Linked DNA regions of Mus musculus: regions 1, 2, 3, 5 and 6 are each linked to region 4. A link is a contact called in public HiChIP or PLAC-seq and promoter capture Hi-C data. All regions are on one chromosome and are shown on one strand. The core of a region is the stretch at or near the end of the contact, and the rest is flanking DNA. Distances in the headings are between cores, read along the strand shown. Region 1 holds the start of Rnf213 (ring finger protein 213). Region 2 overlaps Rbfox3 (RNA binding protein, fox-1 homolog (C. elegans) 3). Region 3 holds the start of Eif4a3 (eukaryotic translation initiation factor 4A3). Region 4 holds the start of Cbx2 (chromobox 2). Region 5 overlaps Rnf213 (ring finger protein 213). Region 6 overlaps Rbfox3 (RNA binding protein, fox-1 homolog (C. elegans) 3).

Evidence for each region. Promoter capture Hi-C pulls out the DNA fragments that hold promoters and counts their contacts. HiChIP or PLAC-seq counts read pairs in DNA pulled down with a chosen protein or histone mark.
Region 1: a contact with region 4 is called in a FOXA1 HiChIP or PLAC-seq map of pancreatic cancer cells. The contact joins the promoter of Rnf213 here to the promoter of Cbx2 in region 4. A contact is called at or near these places in 1 of 39 promoter capture datasets (the C10 cell line), 5 of 484 Hi-C or Micro-C datasets (embryonic stem cells and myocytes), 2 of 115 datasets of contacts at active chromatin or transcription factors (embryonic stem cells and pancreatic cancer cells) and 1 of 9 other capture datasets (liver).
Region 2: a promoter capture Hi-C map of hippocampal neurons shows a contact between it and region 4, with 3 times the contacts expected there. The contact joins the enhancer-like site here to the promoter of Cbx2 in region 4. A contact is called at or near these places in 3 of 39 promoter capture datasets (embryonic stem cells, hippocampal neurons and stem cell-derived epiblast-like cells), 3 of 484 Hi-C or Micro-C datasets (all in embryonic stem cells) and 5 of 115 datasets of contacts at active chromatin or transcription factors (embryonic forebrain, embryonic midbrain, embryonic stem cells and 2 more).
Region 3: an H3K27ac HiChIP or PLAC-seq map of extraembryonic endoderm stem cells shows a contact between it and region 4, with 7 times the contacts expected there. The contact joins the promoter of Eif4a3 here to the promoter of Cbx2 in region 4. A contact is called at or near these places in 7 of 39 promoter capture datasets (the 3T3-L1 cell line, cranial neural crest, frontonasal cranial neural crest and 3 more), 2 of 484 Hi-C or Micro-C datasets (embryonic stem cells and rod photoreceptor), 9 of 115 datasets of contacts at active chromatin or transcription factors (craniofacial prominence, embryonic forebrain, embryonic limb bud and 5 more) and 1 of 9 other capture datasets (liver).
Region 5: a promoter capture Hi-C map of pre-B cells shows a contact between it and region 4, with 2.0 times the contacts expected there. The contact joins the enhancer-like site here to the promoter of Cbx2 in region 4. A contact is called at or near these places in 2 of 39 promoter capture datasets (hippocampal neurons and pre-B cells), 4 of 484 Hi-C or Micro-C datasets (embryonic stem cells and myocytes), 1 of 115 datasets of contacts at active chromatin or transcription factors (large pre-B cells) and 1 of 9 other capture datasets (liver).
Region 6: a contact with region 4 is called in an H3K4me3 HiChIP or PLAC-seq map of forebrain, with 3 times the contacts expected there. The contact joins the enhancer-like site here to the promoter of Cbx2 in region 4. A contact is called at or near these places in 2 of 484 Hi-C or Micro-C datasets (the N1E-115 cell line and cerebellar granule neurons) and 4 of 115 datasets of contacts at active chromatin or transcription factors (embryonic basal ganglia, embryonic forebrain, embryonic midbrain and 1 more).

The regions. Positions count from the first base shown.
Region 1 is chr11:119,388,475-119,392,114 of GRCm38.p6, reverse strand. Rnf213 (ring finger protein 213) reads right to left here and starts at 2,016. Exons shown (of 68, transcript NM_001040005.3): 1 at 1,989-2,016. It overlaps Mir1932 (microRNA 1932), which reads right to left and starts at 1,643; the gene lies at 1,554-1,643.
Region 2 is chr11:118,568,131-118,571,611 of GRCm38.p6, reverse strand. All of the region lies in intron 4 of Rbfox3 (RNA binding protein, fox-1 homolog (C. elegans) 3), which reads left to right. Among named protein-coding and RNA genes, the nearest start is that of Engase, 93 kb to the right of the region's middle. Within about 2 kb of position 1,706, at least 37 of the 459 cell types and tissues checked have an H3K27ac peak or open chromatin away from gene starts, as enhancers often do. A contact at or near this core is called in hippocampal neurons, where this site is marked.
Region 3 is chr11:119,297,917-119,301,611 of GRCm38.p6, reverse strand. Eif4a3 (eukaryotic translation initiation factor 4A3) reads left to right here and starts at 1,569. Exons shown (of 12, transcript NM_138669.1): 1 at 1,569-1,784. The coding sequence starts at 1,616.
Region 4 is chr11:119,020,998-119,024,395 of GRCm38.p6, reverse strand. Cbx2 (chromobox 2) reads right to left here and starts at 1,375. Exons shown (of 5, transcript NM_007623.3): 1 at 1,216-1,375; 2 at 1,095-1,138; 3 at 156-221. The coding sequence starts at 1,287. Gm35829 (a long non-coding RNA gene) reads left to right here and starts at 557. Exons shown (of 3, transcript XR_389218.4): 1 at 557-1,123.
Region 5 is chr11:119,417,885-119,421,247 of GRCm38.p6, reverse strand. Rnf213 (ring finger protein 213) reads right to left here. Exons shown (of 68, transcript NM_001040005.3): 12 at 2,949-3,174; 13 at 2,020-2,075; 14 at 1,029-1,182. Among named protein-coding and RNA genes, the nearest start is that of Mir1932, 29 kb to the right of the region's middle. Within about 2 kb of position 1,692, at least 56 of the 459 cell types and tissues checked have an H3K27ac peak or open chromatin away from gene starts, as enhancers often do. A contact at or near this core is called in pre-B cells, where this site is marked.
Region 6 is chr11:118,751,138-118,754,673 of GRCm38.p6, reverse strand. The region is part of intron 2 of Rbfox3 (RNA binding protein, fox-1 homolog (C. elegans) 3); the gene reads left to right. Among named protein-coding and RNA genes, the nearest start is that of Gm11750, 33 kb to the left of the region's middle. Within about 2 kb of position 2,178, at least 17 of the 459 cell types and tissues checked have an H3K27ac peak or open chromatin away from gene starts, as enhancers often do. A contact at or near this core is called in cerebellar granule neurons and forebrain, where this site is marked.

The sequences.
Region 1 (3,640 bases), core at 767-3,266, 370 kb before region 4:
TTACATGGTGAGCACTTTGGGACTAGGCTATGGAGGTAAACTTTGTGGACGTTTCCTGGCCCCACTTGCCACAGCCAATCCGCAATCCTTACTATGCCTCCCCTCAAAGACCCCTAGATCCGTCCCTCTGGTCATGGCACCTCCCTCTCACGCACACCTTTAATAACTCCACCACTTAGGTCCTGCCTTCCCCTCTGCACTTCCAGACTCTCTGGCTGGGCTATAAGCTACATAGACGTGGGAGAGGAGGGCTACCAAAAACCCGGCAGAGAATCCCATGCTGGTAACCCCAGCACTTGAAAGGTGAAGGCAGAAGATAAGGAATTCAAGGCCAGGCAGGGCTCCAAAGAACTTCTTAAAACCAAAACAAGCAAGCAGGGGGCGGGAAACACAAGAGTAACTATGTATCCTTTGTGGGCAACCCACAAACTGCGGGAAACACAAGAGTAACTATGTATCCTTTGTGGGCAACCCACAAACTAAGAATGGTTAAGAATGGGAGTTGGGACTGGAGGCTTTCTAGCAAACAGGAGCTACAGGAAAGGGCAGAGGCTGAGAACTGGGGTCACAGGCTTCATGAAGGTTGGGAGCTAGACAAGGTGGTGGCATTGAACAAGTGCTTTCTCAGGTAAAAGTGTGGTCTGCCTCAGCCCTCTGTCCTCTCTTGAGAGATGTAAATTTCTTTTAAGAAAGCTCTGCTTTTCGTGGGTAGTGGTGGTGCATGCCTTTAATCTGGGGAGGCCGAGCAGGACAGATCTGTGAGTTCGAGGCCAGCCTGGTCTACAGAGTGAGTTCCACGTCAGGCAGGGGCTATAAAGAAACCGGGTCTTGAAGGCCAAAAAAACAAACAAACAAACAACAATAACAAAAACAAAATGGGGGGGCGGAGGAGGAGAAAGAAAGTTCTGCTTCTCAAACCATGAGTCTCACAGAACAAACTGAAACACACCACGGGGTGGCAGGTTATCTCCTACTACAATTTTCGGTTGGTGTGCCCAAAGCCAACACCACCTAAGTCAGTTCTCTAGTGCTGCTCAGGAAACTGAGAAGCCTGGACTAGAGGCAGCCTTGCACAAGTAAGCGGCCAGCGGCACCGCCTCTCCTTTCCACCAGCTAGAGGACCCTTCCCGTGCCTCCCCCCCTGGAAACTGCGAAGCCCGGACTAGAGGCAGCCTTGCACAAGTGAGCGGCCAGCGGCACCGCCTCTCCTTTCCACCAGCTAGAGGACCCTTCCCGTGCCTCCCCTCCACCCCCCGCCCGGGCTAGACTAAGAAAAAAGCAGATGGGTTTGGGCTAGCCCATTGCGAGCGAGCGCACCTCTCGCTGCAGCTTCGGGGACAGGGGAGGCTCCCGGCTTTGACCTAGGTAAGATCAGCGCCCTGGGCACAGACGCCTGGCACGAAAAAGTTCTGGCTTCAGTTGGTGAGGGCAGACATCTGGCTCGCAAAAGTTCTGCTGCAGTTGGTGAGAGCAGATTCCGGGGCGGAGCCTGGGACCGCTTTACGCGAGGACACGGGGTTGTGTAGGTTGGGGGTCCCCGACCTTCCTGGGTGTTGCTGGGGAGCAGGGCCGACCTAGCGCTGTCCGCAACCCGAGAGTTAATGGGGTCGGAGACTCAGGGCCAGGCTGGACCGGCTGCCTGCAGTGAAACCGAAACTTGGAACATGAAGGAAGTGGCCGCTGGGCGCCGGCGCATCAGGACGCAGGCACCATTCAGGGACTGTGACCACAGGGGCCATGAGCCGCCGGCCCACTCTTCCCTAGCAGGACCGGCACCCAATGAAACAGCATCCAGAGCTCCGCATGTCGCCCCGTGGACCCTTGGCCCGAAACACCCGCGCCCTGCCCAACGGGACCTTGCACCCCGGTCCCTGCGCGTCCCTGAGACCCACATCCCGCACCCTAGGCCTCGCGTCACTGCCCCTGGACTTGCATCCCGCTCCTAGCCCAGCACCAGATCCTGGAACCCCGAAGCCCCTCGCTCGCACCTGCAGTGCCCATGCGCCCGCGCGGACTGGCGCGCTTCGATGAGGGGTCACGGGGCCGGCGCCGCCCCTCCGCCTCCTTGGCGCACAGCCTTGCTGGAATTCCCCGCCTGGTGGCGCCGGCCTAGCTCGCTTGTCCAGAGCGACTACAGCCGCTGCGTGCCCACGGCCTTCGAAATCTCACTGGCTCTTGCACCAGGGTTGCACATTCTCCCCCAACCAGGACGGACCGCCCTGAATGGGTGACCATTGATAGGTTCAAACCTCTAGCCCCAGACATCCAGCACCTTGGACAGTATCCAGGATTTAGCCAAGCTGAAGCCACCCACAGAAGGACCTGGAGGACAGCAAGAGTGTTCACCTACAGGTTGCGTGCATGCAAAGTAGAGTGATGGCAAAGAAGTGATGGCAACCCATCACATCGAAGTCCACCAAAAGCCGCTAGCAGTAGTCATTGCTAGTGGACGGCCACACTGTGTGCTTGCACTTTCTCATCTGTGAGTCTCAGTCATGTCCTTTGCCCCCAAAGCTTTTTAACTAAGTATTAGCAAGTGTGGGGAGACCAAGCACTCAAATATCTTGAGCCTATGGGAGCCATTCTTGTTTAAAGTACCACAGTATCTGAGGATGGCCCTGGACTTCTGATCCTCCTACCTGTGTCTTTTTGTTTGGTTGGTTGGTTGGTTTGGGTTTGATTTGGTTTGGTTTTTTGAGACAGGGTTTCTCTGGCTGTCCTGGAACTCACTTTGTAGACCAGGCTGGCCTCGAACTCAGAAATCTGCCTACCTCTGCCTCCCGAGTGCTGGGATTAAGGGTGTGCGCCACCACGCCCGACTTCCTGCCTGTGTTTTAAGGGCTGGGGCTACATGTGCATACCACCATGGCTGGTCTTATGTTGGAATGGAACCCAGGGCTTCTGGATGCTCAGCAAGCACTGTACCAACTGATCTCGGTTCCCAAACCTCCATGCAGCTCTCTCAAAGTCTTCCTCCTATGCACCTCGGGGCCAGACCCTCATCTTCCCAGATTTTTAAAGTTTTTTTTTTAATTGCACTTATTTATGTTGTTGTATTAGAGCCACAGCATGCAAGTGGAGCTCCAAAGACAGTCTTCTGGAACCGCCTGTGGCTTAGTTTGTTCCTTATGGTCATTCTTTACACTTAATGGGTTCCCTCCCTCCTCTGGGGGTGGTGGGGTTGAGTGAGAATGGCTTCCATGGGCTGATATGTCCAAATACTTGGTCCCCTGTTGATTGAACTGTTTGGGAAGAAGTAGGAGGTGTGGCCTTTTCCACAGGAGGTTTGTCACTGGGGGCAGCTTTGAGGTTTTAAAAGCCCATTCCACGCCCAGTATACTCTCTGCTTTCAGATCCAGATGTGAGCTCTCAGCCACAGGCTCTGTGCCCTGCCTCTATCATAATAAACTTAAGCCCTCTGAACCTATATGCCCAATCAAACCATCTCTTTAATAAGTTGCCTTAGTCATGGTGTTCCATCATAGCAACAGAAAAGTAGCTAAGAGATTCTCAGCCACTCATCAGCACCTGGAGAAAGGAGTCATGGAGGGCATGCCATGAACTATCCTCCTGAGGCTGGGAGACGAACCTGTTAGCTTGCTGGAAAAGCCACCCATGGGTGTCTTATGTAATACAGAGC
Region 2 (3,481 bases), core at 457-2,956, 450 kb after region 4:
AGGCACTGCATCAGCAGCGGGGCAGCCTCCAAGGTCTCAGCTCACAGAAGTGGCTGTAAGCATCATGCCCTAGAGGTGCCAGTCCTTGGTGCTGAGGCTATCCTGCCACTATCCAGGCCTGGGAGATCAAAACAGTGACCTATCCCTTGACGAAGACAAAAGTGGCCTGAGAACGTCCATAACCCACATTCCGCCTAAGCTACCCCAAAAGCATTCCAGAGAAATGCAAGAGAAAGGGGAGGTGAATGTAAGCCACCAGCTGCCTGTCTCTGGTCTCTCTGCTGCCTGGCTACTCTCCTCCCAGTCTTCCTTCTCAGGGGAAGGTCAATTGCAGGGTGTGTAGCAGTGAGTGTGGGGGTCAGGGATGCCTGACAAGAGGCCATCCAAGTTGTGCAATGTCACTTCCCAGGCAGTGCCTGGAGGGAGACCACACTCAGCCATGCATCTTCTGACACCGGTCCTCCATGTGCTACACAGTAGGGGCGATAATCAACCGACCTGACCTCTAAGTCTGAAAGGGGGGGGGGGGAAGCCCAGGGACAACAAACAACTTCAGTGAGCTCACACAACATTTTAGAGGACCCCATGTAAACTAGCAAGCCAGTCATCTTCCAAGGGCAGAGCCTGGGTAAAGCTGTTGAGTTCCACAGCAGCCGAGTTCCACAGCCGCTGTACGTGGTACCTGGCGGTGCCCCTTCTTGGACGTGGTATATGTCAGTAGGCTGCGAGGCTGTGCACGTGCCCCCTGGGGCTGCCTCTCACAGTGGCAGTGGGAGACAGTTCACTCGGAGCTGGGCTCACCTGTGGCTTGTCTTGGTAAAACTGAATGTGAGGGGCGCAGGCCCGGATGTGTGTGGCTGTAAAGCTGCGGGTGTATGCGGGCAGGCTGCAGTGGTGCTATGAGGGGCAAACCAAGGCCTCTGTCCAGCACTGCCTGAAGCCAAAAAGTGGGTGCTGTGATCTCTGAGGCCTGGAGTGTGCACACCAAATTCAGCACATTTGACGATGGGGCAGGAAGGGTACCCGATGGCCACTGTTCCTCGTTGCCCACCCCCATATTAAGTATCCACAGGATTCTAAGCCTGCGGCAGGCTGTTGAGGTGTCTCATGGGGCCTAGAGGCCAACAGAGGGGCAAGAGAGACTCTCGGAGGGCTCTGGCTGGGCTTCTGGGCACTGAGCAGCTGGAAAAGCCTTCCCAGCACGGAAGCCTCTGCGTAGATGCCCTCATTACATCACCGACTTCCCCGCCGCGGAGCCGGCCTCCCTCAGGAGAGGCGCTTCTCTGAAGCAGGCAGAACGAGCGCCTTCCGGTCGGTGGGCCGCAGAGACTGTCCTCTCCACCGCAGCCTAGACCATCGGGGGCCAACGGAGGTCCCAGACCCTACCGCCGCCGGGAGCAGAGGCTGCGCGCCGGCAGAGGAGGGGAGCGCAGGGCCCGCGGGAGGGGTTCTAGGGCTAGCGGCCCGGCGCAGGACGGCGGGCGAGGGGTTAAGTGCGGGACCGGCAGTGGTGCCGTAGGCCGGGTTCTCTCCCCCAAGCGCGGGGCTCCGTTTGATGTTGGAGTACGCCAGGGACTCCCCCTCCCACCGCTACACACGCGCGCACACGCGCACACTCACACACGCACACGCACCACTCTTTGCAGACAGGGCTCCGGTGGCTCCAAAGTGACTGGCTCCCCTCTCCCCGCATCCATCCTCTCGCGCAGCGCATCCATCCTCTTTCCATCTTCTCGCGCGCGCTCTCAAGCCTCCCCGCCCCGGACAGGGGCAGCCCCTGGCAGAGGCGCGCCGCTCCCCTTTCCATGCCTCCCTCCTAACGAGCGCCAAGCGGGGGAGGGGAGGCCCGGAGGAGGAGAGACCGGGAGGGCGCCCGGGAGGCAGGGCGCGCGCACACACCGAGGGACGCAGCGAGCGCAGAGCCGCCTCGGCCGCCGGGCGCCCCCCTGACGCCCCATGCTGTGCTCCATGGCGAACTCGGGCTGCCTCCTGCTGTCCAACTCCGGCAGCATGCTCCCGCACTCCGTGCCATGCCCGCCCGCTTTCCTCTACCTCCAACAGGTAAGCGCCCCCGGCCCGAGCGCCCCCCGGTCCCGCGCACGTGCGCCCCGCGCCGCCGCCCACGCCCCGCACTTGGCCGCCTCCGCGCCGCCGCTGGTGGCCCCGCGACTCTCCTCGCGTCATGGCGCCCGGGCTGGGGTTGGGGGAACTGCGCCCCTGAGTGGCAGAGGAGCGTGGGGGCGCCTGGGGCGCGAGCGGTACCGGGTCGGGGGGCTGACTGTAGTTTGGGGCTTCGCTCGCAACTTTTTCAAAGGCGCGGGAGGGGGCGGCGGGCGGAGTCTCGGGGGAAGCCCAAAGGTAGGATGCAGGGGTTCTGGACACCCGGTTACTTTGGGGAACTTCGTGCCGAGACGCGGAGGACTCGGAGACGGGTAGCCAGGCTCCTTTCTCGGCCGAGTCGCGCAAGCCCAGGGGCCGCGGGGAGGTGGCGGCTGGGGAGCACGGCTGTGCTGCAGCGCGGACCGCGCACCGGGCCTCTGGGGAGGCAGGCCACCTGCCTGTGGGACAGAGAAGCTAGGCCTTGAAGCTCAGACTCAGGAGGGGGCTTGTGCTGGACTTTTTCAGTCTACTGGGCAGGAATCTCAGGCTGGCAGGCTTTTAGGGACAGTAAACCATGCGGTTAGGAGCCCCTACATCCCCAGGATGCCCCCTAGGGAGGTGCGCGCAGAGTCTCAGCTTCCGCCTGCCAGCTGGCCAGAGGCGCAGGGGGCGGGGTCCTGCGATCCCACCCAATGCGGAATCCGTGCGGGATGGGGGGGTGGGGGCGCCAGGCCTGCACTAGGGAGAGAAAGGGGATTCCCTGGGCTCCCTCAGGCCCTCCAGGTTAAGATTCTGGGTGCCAGCTTGGCCACAGCTGTCCTGAGGCTGCAGTACTCTGGCCTCACCCACCAGGGCTGCCCACACCTCTGGCCTGTCTCCCCATGCTCTTGGGGCTACCCTGTTGTGAATTCACACCTCAGCCCTCTGGTATACCCACATAAATGGGTAGCTTCTAGGGGGAGGCCTGAGATCCTAAGAACTTCCGGCTGTCTGTCTCTGTTCCTTTGCTCAGCCCAGTTAGAGGGTTCCCATAGGACCCCCTTCTGAAGTGGGCTAGTGTGAAGGAGAGAGGCTGAGGGACAGGGTGCCCACACAAGAAGCTGGTTAGGGTCAGAGTCAGGATCAGACTATGAAGAAACAGCAGCTGGGTGCACAGCTGACTGGAAATGAAGAGGTTTATTTCTTGGCCTCCATTGGAGGTTTTGTGGAGACTCAGGCTAGTCATTTTGGGTAGGAGGAGCGCTTATCTGTCATGCCCCTCCATTAACTCTCCAGGGAATCTCAGGAGGTTGTGTAAGAGAAAACATGAATATGGTAAAGATAGACCCCCCAGAACCTGACCCAGGGCTATCAACCCTGGGCTGCTGAGCATCTGGGCCAC
Region 3 (3,695 bases), core at 320-2,819, 280 kb before region 4:
TAAGAAATTACAGCAAGGTGGGAAGACAGCTTGTGTTAAGGGATGACCCCAGTGAGTTTGATCCTGGAATTCACTAAAGGTGGGAGAAAAGAACACACTCTCCACATTTGTCCCCCGACCTCTGCATCTGCATCTGTAGCACGGGTCTGCCCCCTCACACATACCATAGGAACATACACAAATATACGCAGACACAATAGGCAAAGATATGTGAGCAGAGTGGCCCAATAGGAACACAATAAAGCCCTTTTTAGTTGTTACATCTGATGAAGTAACAAACAGTGCAATTAAGCTGCATTTTAAACAGTATCCCCAAACTATAATTAGACTCATTTCAACAGGCAGTATGAAATGGAGACTTTCCATTCTTTTCTTAGGAGGTCATTAAAATCCACGTGTACTTTACAGCAGAGATTGCAAAACCACCCTTAAAGTCAGGCTTGCCAAACTGCATGAGCACCAGGAATAAATCCTTGTGGAGTGAGAAGGCAAGAGAACTTGGAACTCAGTTGTTTAGTCCCAGAAGGGTGGCCAGCTCTGTGTCTTCAATCGTTTACCTGGTCTGGACAAATCCTGATACCAGAGCAAGAGCAGAGCTCTCTAGGGAAGGAGGTGATAACTTGTTTTATTTATTTATTTATTTATTTATTTATTTTTGGGCGGACATACTGCAACCCACAACTTCTCCATGAAAAGATAATCTGGTTATAACGAAACATATCTACACAAAATGAGGTTTCTTATAGTAGCTTTAAAAGATTTGTGTTAGTGTGTGTTTGTGTGAGTGTGGCCCCCACAGAGGCCAGAAGTACTGGATCGCTTGGAGCTGGGGAAGACAGGCTGTTGTGAGTCACACGGTCTAAGCGCTGGAGCATAACAAGGTTCCCTGGAAGAGGAGTAACGGCTCTTAACGATTTAGTCATCTTTCCTCAAAAGCAGAAAAAAGGAAAGAGGCCAAGTGCAAATGAATGTTTGCTAGAACTCGGGGTACGGCTCGATCCACCCTCAGAAACAAACAAAACAGACAGACAGACGTGCCCCAGTAAGGAGCAAAGCCCTTGTGGAGCCTACGTTGAAAATCAGGATTCTTCAGAGTGACTGGGGTCAGCGGCTCTGAAGGATTCTCAGATGTGATGGCAGCTTAGGCGGCCCCTGCTCTCCCCTCGGTCCCCACTGATTTCCCCAGCCACCCCGGGCGAGCAGCTTGATTCTCCCGCCGCTTAGCGCTGCGGTTGCCATGGCAACGCAGTCAGCTGCGAAGGAGCGCGGAGCCCATCGGGCGGTGCCATCTTCCCTTGCCCCGTACCCTCGGGGACACCCTGGCGTCCGTCTTGCTCCTCCCAGAGACCCACATCCCTATCCCGAGCCGGCTGCGGACATCCAAGGAGCCGAGAGTACGGAGAGCCGCAGGCGCTTAGCGACGGCAAGCCCAGCCTCTCGCCGAATCCCGCGGAGCGCGGAATATCGCGAGACCTGGAGCGCCGTGCCTTCCGCCCCTCTTGACGCTCTTCCGCGGCGCTGCGGCGCGTCACTTCCTCCCGACCGGGCCGGCGGCGCGCGCCTTACATCCGGTTCCCGCCGCGGCTTGCAGTTGTCTTTCTGCGGAATCCGGATCATGGCGGCTAACGCCACGATGGCGACGTCTGGCTCGGCGCGGAAGCGGCTGCTCAAAGAGGAGGACATGACCAAAGTGGAGTTCGAGACGAGCGAGGAGGTGGACGTGACCCCCACGTTCGACACCATGGGCCTGCGAGAGGACCTGCTGCGCGGCATCTACGCCTACGGTGGGGCGCGGGCCTCGAGGCGGGGGAGGTTGGGGGCCGGGCCCCGGTAGGACGGGGTTAGGCCCGGCGGCGACGAGCGGCTCCGCCCCAGAGCTCCGGCCTGCTCCCCCGGGGCTGCAGTCAGCCAGGCTCTTCAGTGGCTCGTGTAGCGAGCGGATCGCCATGTGTGTCCCCCGAGGTGCCCCGAGCTTTGATGGGGAAGTCGCGGCTCTAAGTCTGGTGGGTTCTCGCCTTAGGGAGTTTAAAGCTTTCTAGGGAGGCGAAAAACACGAAGCCAAAGTGCTTCAGGCGGTGGGAATTGGGAAAACAAGAGAATGAGCAGCTGGGTAGAGTAGGTAGATTGGTAGGGGACAGTTAAAAGAGCCGAGAGAGAGCTCCCAGAGGCGTTCATAATCACCAGGGTGACCCTGGCTTCTCGAAGCCATGGCCAGACCTGTGCCAGGAACAGAAAAAGAACCCCCTGTCATGTTTTAAACGCCTGGGTAAAGATTTTGAGATTCATTCCTAAATACCGCTGGAAGCCACTGCAGGGCTCTAAGCAAAATTGACAGGATCGGGCTTACAGTTTGAAAGTTTATCTTGGTGTCTGGATTTGGAGTTAGAAGAGGAGGCGGGGGTGATGGCCGGACTGTAGAAGAGAGATGCTGATGTTGTCGTTGAGTTGGAGCTGGATTTTTTTTTTTTTTTTTTTTTTTTGAGTGAATGGTCGGTCATGCTGCTGGTGTGTGTTTAGGAGCATTTAAGGGAGGCCAAATGAGCTTTGTCTTTTTGTTTCTGTCCTTTTCTTTTTTCCTTTTTTTTTTTGAGACTTTCTCTTTGGAGCCCTGGCCGTCCTGGAATTCTTTGTAGACCAGGCTGGCCTCAAACTCAGAGATTCCCTGCCTCTGCCTCCCAGATGGTGGGGTTAAAGGTGTGCCACACCAAGCCAGGATTGTTGTTGTTGTTGTTGTTTTGAGGTAGGGTCTCTACCTAGCCCTAGCTGCCCTGGAACTCACTAGACCAGGAAGATTGGTCCCTCCCATTTTTAATGATACCCAGCTTGGGTTTTCGGTAATCCCAGATGTAGGCAAGTTGGCAGCCAAGAATAGCATTACAAGTCCTGTGTTGAGCTGGCAAGTGTCACTAGCTACATCTTAAAAGAGTGTAAAAATAAACTACAACAAGCCAGTCTCACAGCTTTAATCCCAGCACTTGGGAGACAGAGGTCAGTCTACAAAGTGAGTTCAAGATAGCCAGGGCTCTGTTACTTAGAGAAACCCTATCTTGAACAACCCCTCACCACCCCCCCACCACCCCCACACACACCAAAGCAAACCAACAACATCTTTTCTGTATAAATTATGTCTGCTTATTTGGAAAGTACTTGTGTTTTTGTTGTTGTTTGTTTTGAGACAGGTCTCTACATAGTCTTGTCTGTCCTGGAACACTCTGTAGACCAGCTGGCCTTGAATTCATAGAGATCCGCCTGCTCAGCCTCTCTGCTGGGACTAACAGGGTGCACAGCCTTGTGTAGTCTTCATTCTGTTCTCATTGCTGGTGGTAATGCCCAGCAGGTGGGGTGGTAGGTACCTAGGATGGGGCTGCCTGCAGGCAAGCACGGGGCATCTCACCTCACCCCTGTGCAGGCTCAGTACTCTGGAGCCTCGAGCAACACAAGTTCGAGTGCTTGCTGGCAGGAAGGGGCAACTGCAGTGCTTCCGGGTTTGTGGTTTTGCTTGTAGAGGAGGTTTCATGTGGCTTAGGCTGGCCTTGAACTCCTGGTGTTCCTGCCTCTACTTTCCAAGTGTTGGTGTAGTAGACTTCACAGGTAATCTCGTAGGCTGGGCTGTAAAGATGTGCTTGGTCCTGCCTGGGTTGCCTAGGGTTGGCGTAAGAAGCAGTGTGTGTCCCCTGGGTAGTTCATGCAGTCAC
Region 4 (3,398 bases), core at 126-2,625:
CGACCAAAAGCTACTCCACAGAAAAGGCCAAGAGAAACCAGAGGCTGTCTGTGAGGCCTTAAAGTGCTCCACCACAGGCTTCCCCACACCACAGCCCCAGGCCACTGTGTCACCAGCCAATTCCACCCAACTCTCCCCTCCTCCAGAGTTCTCACTTCTTCTGGAAGGCTAGGAGCAGCCTCGGGTCCAAAATGTTCTCTTCTGGCTCCCAGCTGTTGTGTCTGGAAAAGCAAAGCAAAGGGGGGTGGGCGGGCTGGTGAGCAGCATCCAGGTGGGCTGCCGGGGACAGCTCCCACAGCCCCGCTGGGACAAGGGGCACTGCGGCAGAGGCTGTCCTCTGAGGTCTTAGAAGTCCTTAAAGTTAGTTAGCATCCCAGCCTCAAACCCACAGGCAAACTGCCACCTCAAACCCCAGCAGGCCAGGAGAGGACTCGACAGTCTACACTGGGAGGAAAACAAACCCCAACAAAGAGCAAAGCTGCCGAGGGAATCCCCTGGGCCTGGCCCGGAGCCAGGGAGGGGAGGGAAGGCAGGTAGGGGAGGGGGAGCCGGGGGGCACAGACGGAACAAAGTGGAGGATACCACCGAGAGCGCGGGCAGGGCACCGGGTTTGGGGAGTGGTATCTGGAGGGGATGGGGCTCAGGAAGGAGGGTGGCGGGGCAGCTACAAAGGAAGCCCTTTCCGGAGAAGGCCGGGTCCCCGTCCCTCATTGAGAAGAAAGCAAGCTCGGGCCGGGGGTAGGAGTAGGTGGGGGAGCCCTCCCACCAGTAGGAAGCTCAGGTTACAGCAGGATAACTTGGGCAAGGGGAGGGGGCCCGCGTCCCGCGCCAGCCGCGGCCAGCTCCTGGGCGGGGGCGCATGCAACAAATGGGCGCCAGAAGCGCGCGGCGCGGAGGCGGGCCGGGCTCCAGGGACTCGGGGCTGGAGGCCGCCCTGCTCGCTCCCCGTGGGCTCGTAAACAAAGGGCAGCGCCAGTCGGCCAGAGTCCTCTGGGTCCCGAGGCACAGGACTTCCCGCCCGGGCCTGCGATGCGAGGGTTCCCACCCAGGCCGGGAGGCGCGCGCGGGAAGGCGGCCGCGCACCGGAGACTCACTTGGAGGACCAGCCGCGCCACTTGACCAGGTACTCCAGCTTGCCCTGCGGAGAGATAAGAGCGGGCGGTTAGCCCCGCAGAGCGCCAGGCGCACGCGGGGAGCGGGCGGGGGCTCACGCACCTTGCGGAGCCGCTTGCTCAGGATGCACTCGGCGGCGAAGACCTGCTCGCCCACGCTGCTCAGCTCCTCCATGCCGCCGCCCGCCGCGGCCCGCGCCCCGCAGACCCCGGCTCACTGCTGCACACAAAGCGCCGCCCCCGCCGCGCCCCGCCCCGCGCACGCGCGCCGGAGTCGCCCGCGCTGCTCTACCCGCAGCCGCCGGGCCAATAGGCGCGCCGGGCGCGCGGGGCGGGGCGCGCATTGTTCGTGGTAGCCGCGGCGGGGACCAGTCCGTGGGGTTGGGCGCTCTCTGCACTGTGTCGGGAGGCTGCGTGCTCCGGGAATCCTGGGGTCCGGCCGCTCCGGATCGCAGGTCCCTGCGGAAAGCTATTGTTTGGCCAGAGGGCGGCGAAGCGGGGAGCACGCGGCGCTTCTTGCCCCCGCCAGTGAGGGGCGCTGCTCCCCACTAGTCCTCTACCAGTCAGGGGTACAAAAAGAGTGGAAAAGTACGGGGTTCGGGAGGGGACACCGAAAAAGGAGCCTCGAAACTCTACTTAAGGTTGTAGATGAAAAATTCAGGTCACTGGAAGAAGACTGAACTCCGAACTCTTAACTAAAGAGTTGTGAAAATGGGACCTAGTTCCCCGACTTTTAGTACGCGCGTGGGGACACAACCAACTTGATTTTTTTCTTAGTTTATTTCACGATTTTGGTGACGTCGACGTGGGCCAGAGGGATCGGTGTGCAGACTTGGGTGTAACTGGATTCTTGTCACTGCTTGCTAGCTCTGCTAGTAAAGTCCTTTGGATCAATTTCCAGGGGTGGCCCCGGTCCTCCCAGGTCGCCATGGCTTAGGCGCCCTACCCATTTATTTTCCCGCTCAGACATAAATTCCGTTGAACAGTCTCCTTTGTAAGTTTTGAAGCGAGTCAAGCACATGATGAAAGAAGCGTTCTCTCATTTAATAAAGCAGAATCCAATGAAAATTCGCTTTCTGGTTTTGCCTCTTTCTTGAACAGGCTGCGAATCCAAAGTCACACCTTTGTAGGACCTTGTCTTCACGTAACCGTGAACCTATTTATGAAGGAGTAATATCTTTTGGTTGTAAAGCTTTCTGCCCTAAGAAACGAATATCGGGAAACCACTGGGTTTTAGGGTATTCTTCAGTTTAGTTGGTTGGTTAAATCTGCTTTGGAAAGAGCTCGCAGCTGTTTGCAGAGGGGGCAGGGAAAGAGACATTTTTTTTCCTTCTTTTTTCCTTCTTGAGAGCGCAATGATTGCTCATTTAGGTGCTTGGTGCAGTAGTGGATGAAGCAAGGGGGAAGAGAGCCGCTGAAGTCTCCCAGACAGCTCTTTTTGTCCCTGTTCAGATCAGCTGGGCAGTAAATGGTTGCGCTGTACAAAGGTGTGCTTATTGTAATCCTATAAATAGCTGGATCCATTTCAACTGCTGCTTGCGCTTCGGGATTCTATGGGGTGTCACATTTACTGTTAGAATCTGCCCACTATTCCCTTTCTGGAACAGGGTATACCAACACAGTTGCTTACTTATTTTTTAAGAGCAAAGAACTTTAAAAATACAGTTCTTTCTTGTTTGGCGAGAAGTAGCCAAGAACCTAATATGAACACATTGGAAAAAAATAAGTCTCTTTACCTGAAATATGTCTGTCATATATCTTATCTGTCCAACCATGAAAACCTAGTTGGGGGAGAGAGTAGTTAAAATAATTAATTTGGAGAAACAGATACAACAGACTTGACTGGAACGGAGCCATTATCAATGCAGCCAAGGCGTGATTCAGAATTTGTGGCATCTCTGACTCACATCTTTGGCGTAGTAGGATAAGTTAGACTGGTTCTTTCATTTATTTCATAAGCAGCTAATCTGCGTTGACCGGTGCCAGCAACACTAGATACTGAAGCGAGTCTTTAGCAGCGGTCTGACCAGACTGGTATGAGCCCTGGACACCAGGGTCCTCACTGTCTACTGACTGGTGCAGAAGGAATGGGATTTGAAATTGTGTGTCCTTTTATTTCATTGAACTTCTAATGGCCACCTGACGCTCATCGTCACCTACAGGACACCAAGACGGTCCACAAGATACAAAGATCTGGGTTGAGGAGATTCTAAGTGAAAACAAAGCCCTGTAAGTCAGCCCCAGACTATCTGTGCATAGCAATAACCTTGGAACGTTTAAAGACCA
Region 5 (3,363 bases), core at 443-2,942, 400 kb before region 4:
CCCCAGAACCCATAGGATGGAAGGAGAAAATTGACTCTTACAAGTAGTCCTGACTTCCAGACCCAGACCATGGTGTGGGCTCTGTGTCTCTGTCTCTGTCTGGGTCTTTCTCACATACACTCATGCGTGCACATGCAAATGCACATACATGCATACATACACGCAGTATAAATTTTGTAAAGAAAAACTAAAAGGAATAACATTAAAATATACATTTAACTATCTATCTCCCATCGATAAAGTCAGAGTTGTGTTTGTGAAGAAAGTCAGTGAAAAGACAGTGAAAAAGTCCGCTAGCATTTCCAAATGGAGGCGCACAGACTCAGGTGGGGGAGTGACCCACAACAATGAGAGAACACTATCTCAGCTGCACAAGGCAACTGAAGGTGACAAGAAGAATCAAGTTCAGAAGCCGGGCGTGGTGGCGCCCAGCAGAGGCAGGTGGACTTCTGAGTTCGAGGCCAGCCTAGTCTACAGAGTGAGTTCCAGAACAGCCAGGGCTACACAGAGAAACCCTGTCTCAAAAAACCAAAAAAAAAAAAAAAAAAAAAAATCAAGTTCAAAGAGAGGTAGGAAGATCTGACGAGGCAGCCACGGAATGCAGCTCTCTCCGGCAAGCACAAAGGACTGCAAGCTGGTGAAGGTGCAGGTGTACTGGGCCACCTCTAGGGACACCAATTTTGCTCTTCAGTTTAACTTAAAGTTCCCAAGGGGAAAACAAGGAGTGGACCTGTGCTCAGGGTAGGATGGTCCCCAGTGTGTTCTGTCAACAGTGGGAAAGAAGTACCCAGTTAACAGTGGGGTTCTGCTCTTTAGCTTGCCCTTGGACATCAGAAGCCTGGCCTACCACCTCCCTCCCTCCCTCCAACCCAAGCCCCAGAACTGCCTCCAGCCCAGAGAGAGCTCAGCTGGAACAGAGAGCCTCAGTCAACTCCCTCATGGCTGAATCAGCTCGGATTCCCTTTCAAATTGAGGTTACCGGAAGCCTACGCCTCCAATACAGTGTCAGACGAACAAGTCCCACTCACCCCTGGAGGACTGAGCTCAAGCAGTTTACAGATAAGCTCAGCAGACAGGGCAGGAATCTCAAAGAACTGGTGGTTAGCTGTGATGTTGCAGACAGTTTCATGGAGGGTCAAACACTCAGTCAAGTAGATCTGTAGCAGGTTCTCCCCAAAGATCCTACCCAAAAAAAGTACAGAGAAATCATTGAAATAGGTGAGAAATGAGAATAGCGAAGAGGGGAAGAAAAAGGTTAAATTAAAAAGAGCGGGTCCTCTGTGTGGGGTGTCTCCTGGCCTACACGTGCTGGTTCGTGTTTACTGAGTGTGTTTGCACACGGGGCAAGCAGGGGTTTAACTACTCAGCATGCCTGACATGCTGGGTTTCAATCCTCAGTTTGCAAAAGAAAAAGGGGGTGGAGGCTGGAGAAAGGGCTCAGTAGTCAAAAGCACTTGCTGTACTATCGGAGGACTTAAAGTCTGGGTCCCCACAGAACAAATGTCTGTGACTCCAACTCATGGCAGCTGCAGGCTGAAGTCAAGGCAGAAAAAGATCTGACCATCAGCACTGGTCTCTCCCCACTTCCTGACTTCAGATGCAGCTCGAGACCTGCTTCCTGCTCCCCTGACAGGGCTTCCCCACCGGTGTGGACTGTAGCCCTCAAACAGTGAGAGAGAACTCACCCTTCCTCCAACTGCCTGTGCTCGGCTCCTGGTCAGAGCCAGGGGAACAGGAAGTCATACGATCACGTTTGACTTCTCCAAACGCCTGATTGCCTCCAGATGGAAGCCAGGACTCGGGAAGTACCGTGAAGGGACACACAGCAAATGGAGCAGGGGCAAACCTTGATCAGCCAGAGCTGGACACACAGCGCTTCATGGCTTGGAAAGCGTGGTGTTGGTTTGCAATCTCCCCAGTGAGGCAGCATGTGTGCAGGAAGCTGTGGCCAGCAGGGACAGCCACCATTCCTCCCAGAGCTGTGTGGAAAACAAAGCTGCCTTTGGCCTCTCTACTTACCTGTGCTGATAAATGTCCACAAGGTGCATCAGCATTTTAAAGACGTTCTCGACATCCTAAGACAGTGAAGAGAAGGGAGGATGTAATCTTGACGTGGCTGTGTTTGTGGAGATTGAGCCAAGAAAAGAAAGGCCTCTGGACACACAGAGCACTGATTCCAAACAGCTACGCTTCTGCCTCACATTAGTAAAGTCACAATACAAAATCACAAGGCTTTCTGTCTTCTGAGCATACCTGTGTGTGTGTGTGTGTGTGTGTGTGTGTGTGTGTGTGTGTGTGTGTGTGTGTGTGTGTTTTCACACGTGTGTAGTAGACTGTGTTTGCTCAGAAGCCATCCATTTGCTTCTGAGACAGCATCTCTCATTGGCTTGGAAATCACCAGTTAAGTGGCTGGACAGTAAGCAAGGATCTGGCCCCTGTAAGTGCAGGCCACAGTGTGCTGGGAGTCAGTGTGGTTCCATTCATTCAGATCCTCAAGCTTGTGTGGCAGGCAGGCACTTTACCAAATGGACCATCACCCAGCCTGATAGATCCATGTTCTCTGTGTGTCTCAGGTCACACCCACCCTGCCTTAGAGTTCCACCAAGCACAGCTGTTTAAAGAAATTAAGATAGAAGTTGAAAAAGCTATTGATAAACTCAGGCAAACTAGCCTTTGCCCACAGGAAACATCACCACACCTAGCAGAACCAACGTCATTACATCTGACTAAATCTACACGCCACCACCACCCCCACCCCACCCCTCTCGTGTGTGTGTGTGTGTGTGTGTGTGTGTTTTCACTCCTCCCTCACTCACCTCTCTTTCCTTGGGCTTGTGGTGCTGAGGATGAGACTCGGGCTTTTGCTCTAACACTGAGTGCTCCCCGCCCTGTGGCAGTTAACCTGTTCTTCCTAAGCCAGCACTTGCTAACCTGTCCCCACAACACACCTTCTTCATGTTCTGGTTTGAGATCTTCCTTAGCCCTGGAAGACGGTATGAAATCCCTTGCAAACAGTCCAGGACCCTCACGGGCACATCACTCAGGTAGTCTATGGAGTTCTCCAAGTAGGAAGATAAGCTTTCAAGAGGGACCACGCTGAGCCAGGAGCGGAAGAGGTACTCATCCACGCGCAGCAGGGCCATCTTACTCTGCATGAACTGGAGGGGCTGGCTCCTGGGGAAAGGCAACACACGGCACGGTGAGACGGCAGCAGTCAGGACAGCAGGCTCTGATCTAAAGGGTTGCAATGCTTTGTGGGAAACGAAAGTCAAGGTACCCCTGAAGACTGGATGATTCCTTCCAGACCATGAGGGGCTCTCTGCTTCATCCTGTACCATATCAGGGGCAGAACTGGATGGAGCG
Region 6 (3,536 bases), core at 929-3,428, 270 kb after region 4:
GTCCACCTCTTCCTGCCGTGGCCAGCTGATCTCTGGGCTCCTCTGTAGCTTCCTCCTCCTGGCAACCTGAGCTGGCTGCTGCTGCAGACCAGCCACAGCCTACACACCATAGAGTGAGCCCCATTCTCTGTGCTGACTTCCTTCTTGTTCTCAGCCAAGACCCTTGGTTGACACACACATGGCCTGTCGCCTGATTGTGTTAATGTGACAGGGATGAGTATTCTGTGAGACAATCACCCAGGTGTCCTGTGCCTTTCTTTGTGAAGTTGCTGACAGAGACTCAGATGGAGGAGATGTGGGGGATGGGAGCCTTCCTGTAGTGCAGAAAGAACTTGGCCAGTGTTTGGTATGGAGATGTGTGTGTGTGTGTGTGTGTGTGTGTGTGTGTGCCTTTGTTGCATGACTCCATGTGTGTCACTGCCTCTGTGCATGTCTGTGTGTGTCTGTGTATGTGTATGTGTGTACCTTTGTTGCATGACTCCATGTGTGTCCCTGCCTCTGTGCATGTCTGTGTGTGTCTGTGTATGTGCATAATGGAGGAGGTAGGACCTGGTAGCTGATATCCTCTGAATGAGGCCAGCCATGACCCAGTCACTTTTAAAACGTATTTTTAGGGCTGGGAAGATGGCTCAGTATGTAAAGTGCTTGCACACAAGTGTGAGGAGCTAAGTTTGATCATGAGCACCCAAGTGAAAGCCAAGTGTGATGGGTGCCTGCTTATAATCCTAGCACCTGAAGGCAGAGACAGACGGCTCCTGGGGCTCACTGGCCAGACAACGTGGTCTAATAGGCAAGCTCCAGGTCGCAGTAAGAGGAGACCCTGTCTCAAAAACCAAGGAGATGGTCCTGAGAAACAACACATGAGGCTGCCTTCTGGCCTCCAGCCCTATGTACACTCAAATATGGGTTTTTATTTCATAACTGTGTTAAAATCTATTTAATAATAAAACCTAGTGTTATGTCTTCAGTTCAAGATACCATATGAACTCAGGGTTAAGTGACAATTGTCACCATCCAGTTCCAGAACAAATGATTCTCTGGCTCCCATCCCCCTCCCCATCTCCATCCACCCCCTTCCTCCTCCTTTCTGTTTCTGCGAGCTAGGAGTCCTGAGAGAGACCCTTCAGGGATCTCTGGGAGTCATTTCATCAAATACATCTTCAAGACGTATGTATGCTGTCACGTGAGTCAGAATGCTCCCCTTTCCTCTTAACCTTCTCTCTCTCTCTCTCATGTGTGTGTGCGTGTGTGATGAGATATGTCTGTGCATGCTTGTATGCATGTCTGCACGTGTGTGGAGGCCTGATGTCATAACTGAACCACATTGTATATGGGACTGTGGTACCCAGGAGGCTCTTCTTTCCCTACTGTTGTTGTTGTGACGTATGATGAACTGAAACCTTCCAGGTTCTAGGACTCACAGAGCCTGTCAACAGCAAGTGGGGTCAGCCTCAAAGCCACACAGGTCCCCTCCACTCAATAATGACCCAGATATGCCACAAGAATGTAAGAAGGCCTTGGTCTGGTCAGACACAAGCCTGGGGTTAGGATGTCTCTAGGCCCTGACAAGCACGCCTGCACCAGGCATTGGTTCTTTAGAAATATATCTGCATATAAAACAATGGAGATCCTGCCCCAGTTTGCTAGGCTTCAGCTGGTCACCTTGGGGTCTGAAATATTGGCTGGGGTCTCGGGTCAATGGGGCGCTGATGTCTGTTGTGGAGGTGGTAGAGAGGATGGGCTGTCTCTGGGCAGCCACTTGAACCCGGAAGACTCAGAATTCTGAGATGAAATCACACCCTGGGAGGGTGGGATGAGGTTCCATCTCGTTTGTGCAGTGGTAGTCACTATTCCTGAGTTTGGTAGTCATTGCTCATCTGCTGGCCTGTGTGCAGGCAGCTGGCCGATCAGTGGTTGGGAACCCTCTGGGGACAAAGGGACTACAGTGACCTCTCTCTCCTGTGGCTGTCACTCATGCCTTCGAGGAGTTGAGGGCCACCTTAGCTGTCTTCAGCCCACTGCCAGGCTGTGGCTAAATGGCTCCTCCTAACCACAGGCGATTAGCAGCTGCCTGGGCTGAAAGCACAGATGCTGACAATGAGCCACTGGCCTGAGCATCATGCCACAGGACCCCACTCTGCCCAGATGGTATGAGATCATACATGCTAGGGGATTTCCCTGGGGTGGGGCACTCTCCTCTGGGTCTGCCTCTTTCCACACAGTGCTACCCGGAGGCTCTCTCCTGGCTTGCTCTGGCACTCTCCAGATTGTAACCTGAACTGGAGCAGCTGGCAGACAGACAGGCAGACAGCAGACCGACTGACACACAGGCATGAGGCCAAGAGAAAGAAGGCAGCAGGTGCAATGAGCATGGATAGGTCTCCCTTCACCCTGTGCATAAACATGGTGCCCACCAGTGTGCCCGTGCTGGAATGGGTCCATTCTGAGGGGCATACATTGGGGATTCTGTGCATTAATCCATCTTTGCAAGGAAAAGGGGAAATTATTCATAATTAAAAAGTAATAATAATGTGTTGTGAAGGAACTCGGCAGCACGTTACCCAGAAAGAAGGGGGAGGGCAGGCAGTCTATTTTTAATGGTCTCCATGGCAACAGAGATTTTGTTTACACTGATTTTTTCCCCCTAGTTCTTCAGTAAGGCAATTGCTGATTTGCATTTTATTGGAAAATGTAGCCTGCAAGTCCCTGAGGTGGGCAAGGGGCCCTAGCATCTGGGGAGCCTCACTCCCCACCCCAGATGCCTCGGAAGTCTTCTGTGAGGCTCCAGGACCTGGGAAACTGCAAATATGCGGCTGGTACACCTGTGGGACTCTTCTGTCCTGCAGCCTGGACCACCTTATTCTTCTTGTCTATCCCTACCCTGTAGTGGATGCTGCTTGCATCTTACAGTTAAAACTGGTTCCTCAAGGTGTGGTTGCCCCCGATGACAAGCAGATACTCTCATACTCAAGAGATGCCTTGCGAACCTTCTTCTCAATGTAACTGGTCAATAAAAAGCTATAGCCTATGATTGGACAGTGAGGGAGTAAGGTGAGACTGTAGATTTGAGAGGAGGTTTCAGGGAGAGGGGGAGAAAGGATGGACAGAGAGGAGGAAGCTACAATGAACCAGACCCACATGGCCAGGAGAAGCAGCAAGTAACAAGGGGCTTTATAGCTGGGGAATAAGTTAAAACAGCCCTAGATCTGCCCAATGTAAGCATGTGGTTTATAAATAAAACACCTGGTTTGTGTGTCTTTTAAATGGGCTTACTGGAACTTTAATTCCAACATTACTATCCTGTTGGGAGCACTGCCATGCCCCCCATGCTCACTGGACCTGCTCGACAGAGACCCATTCCACCTGCATGGGTAGCTGGTCAGGTTCCCATCCTTTCTGCCTCCTGCTGTGCCAGGCAGGTGGGGGCGCCTGGGCACAGAGCCCAAGCCACTGGCAGAGGGGCAGATGGACGCCAGCAGTCCACCCTGAGGAAGTCAATGTGCGTGGATGCCGGCCAGGTCCCGGAAGGATGGTGC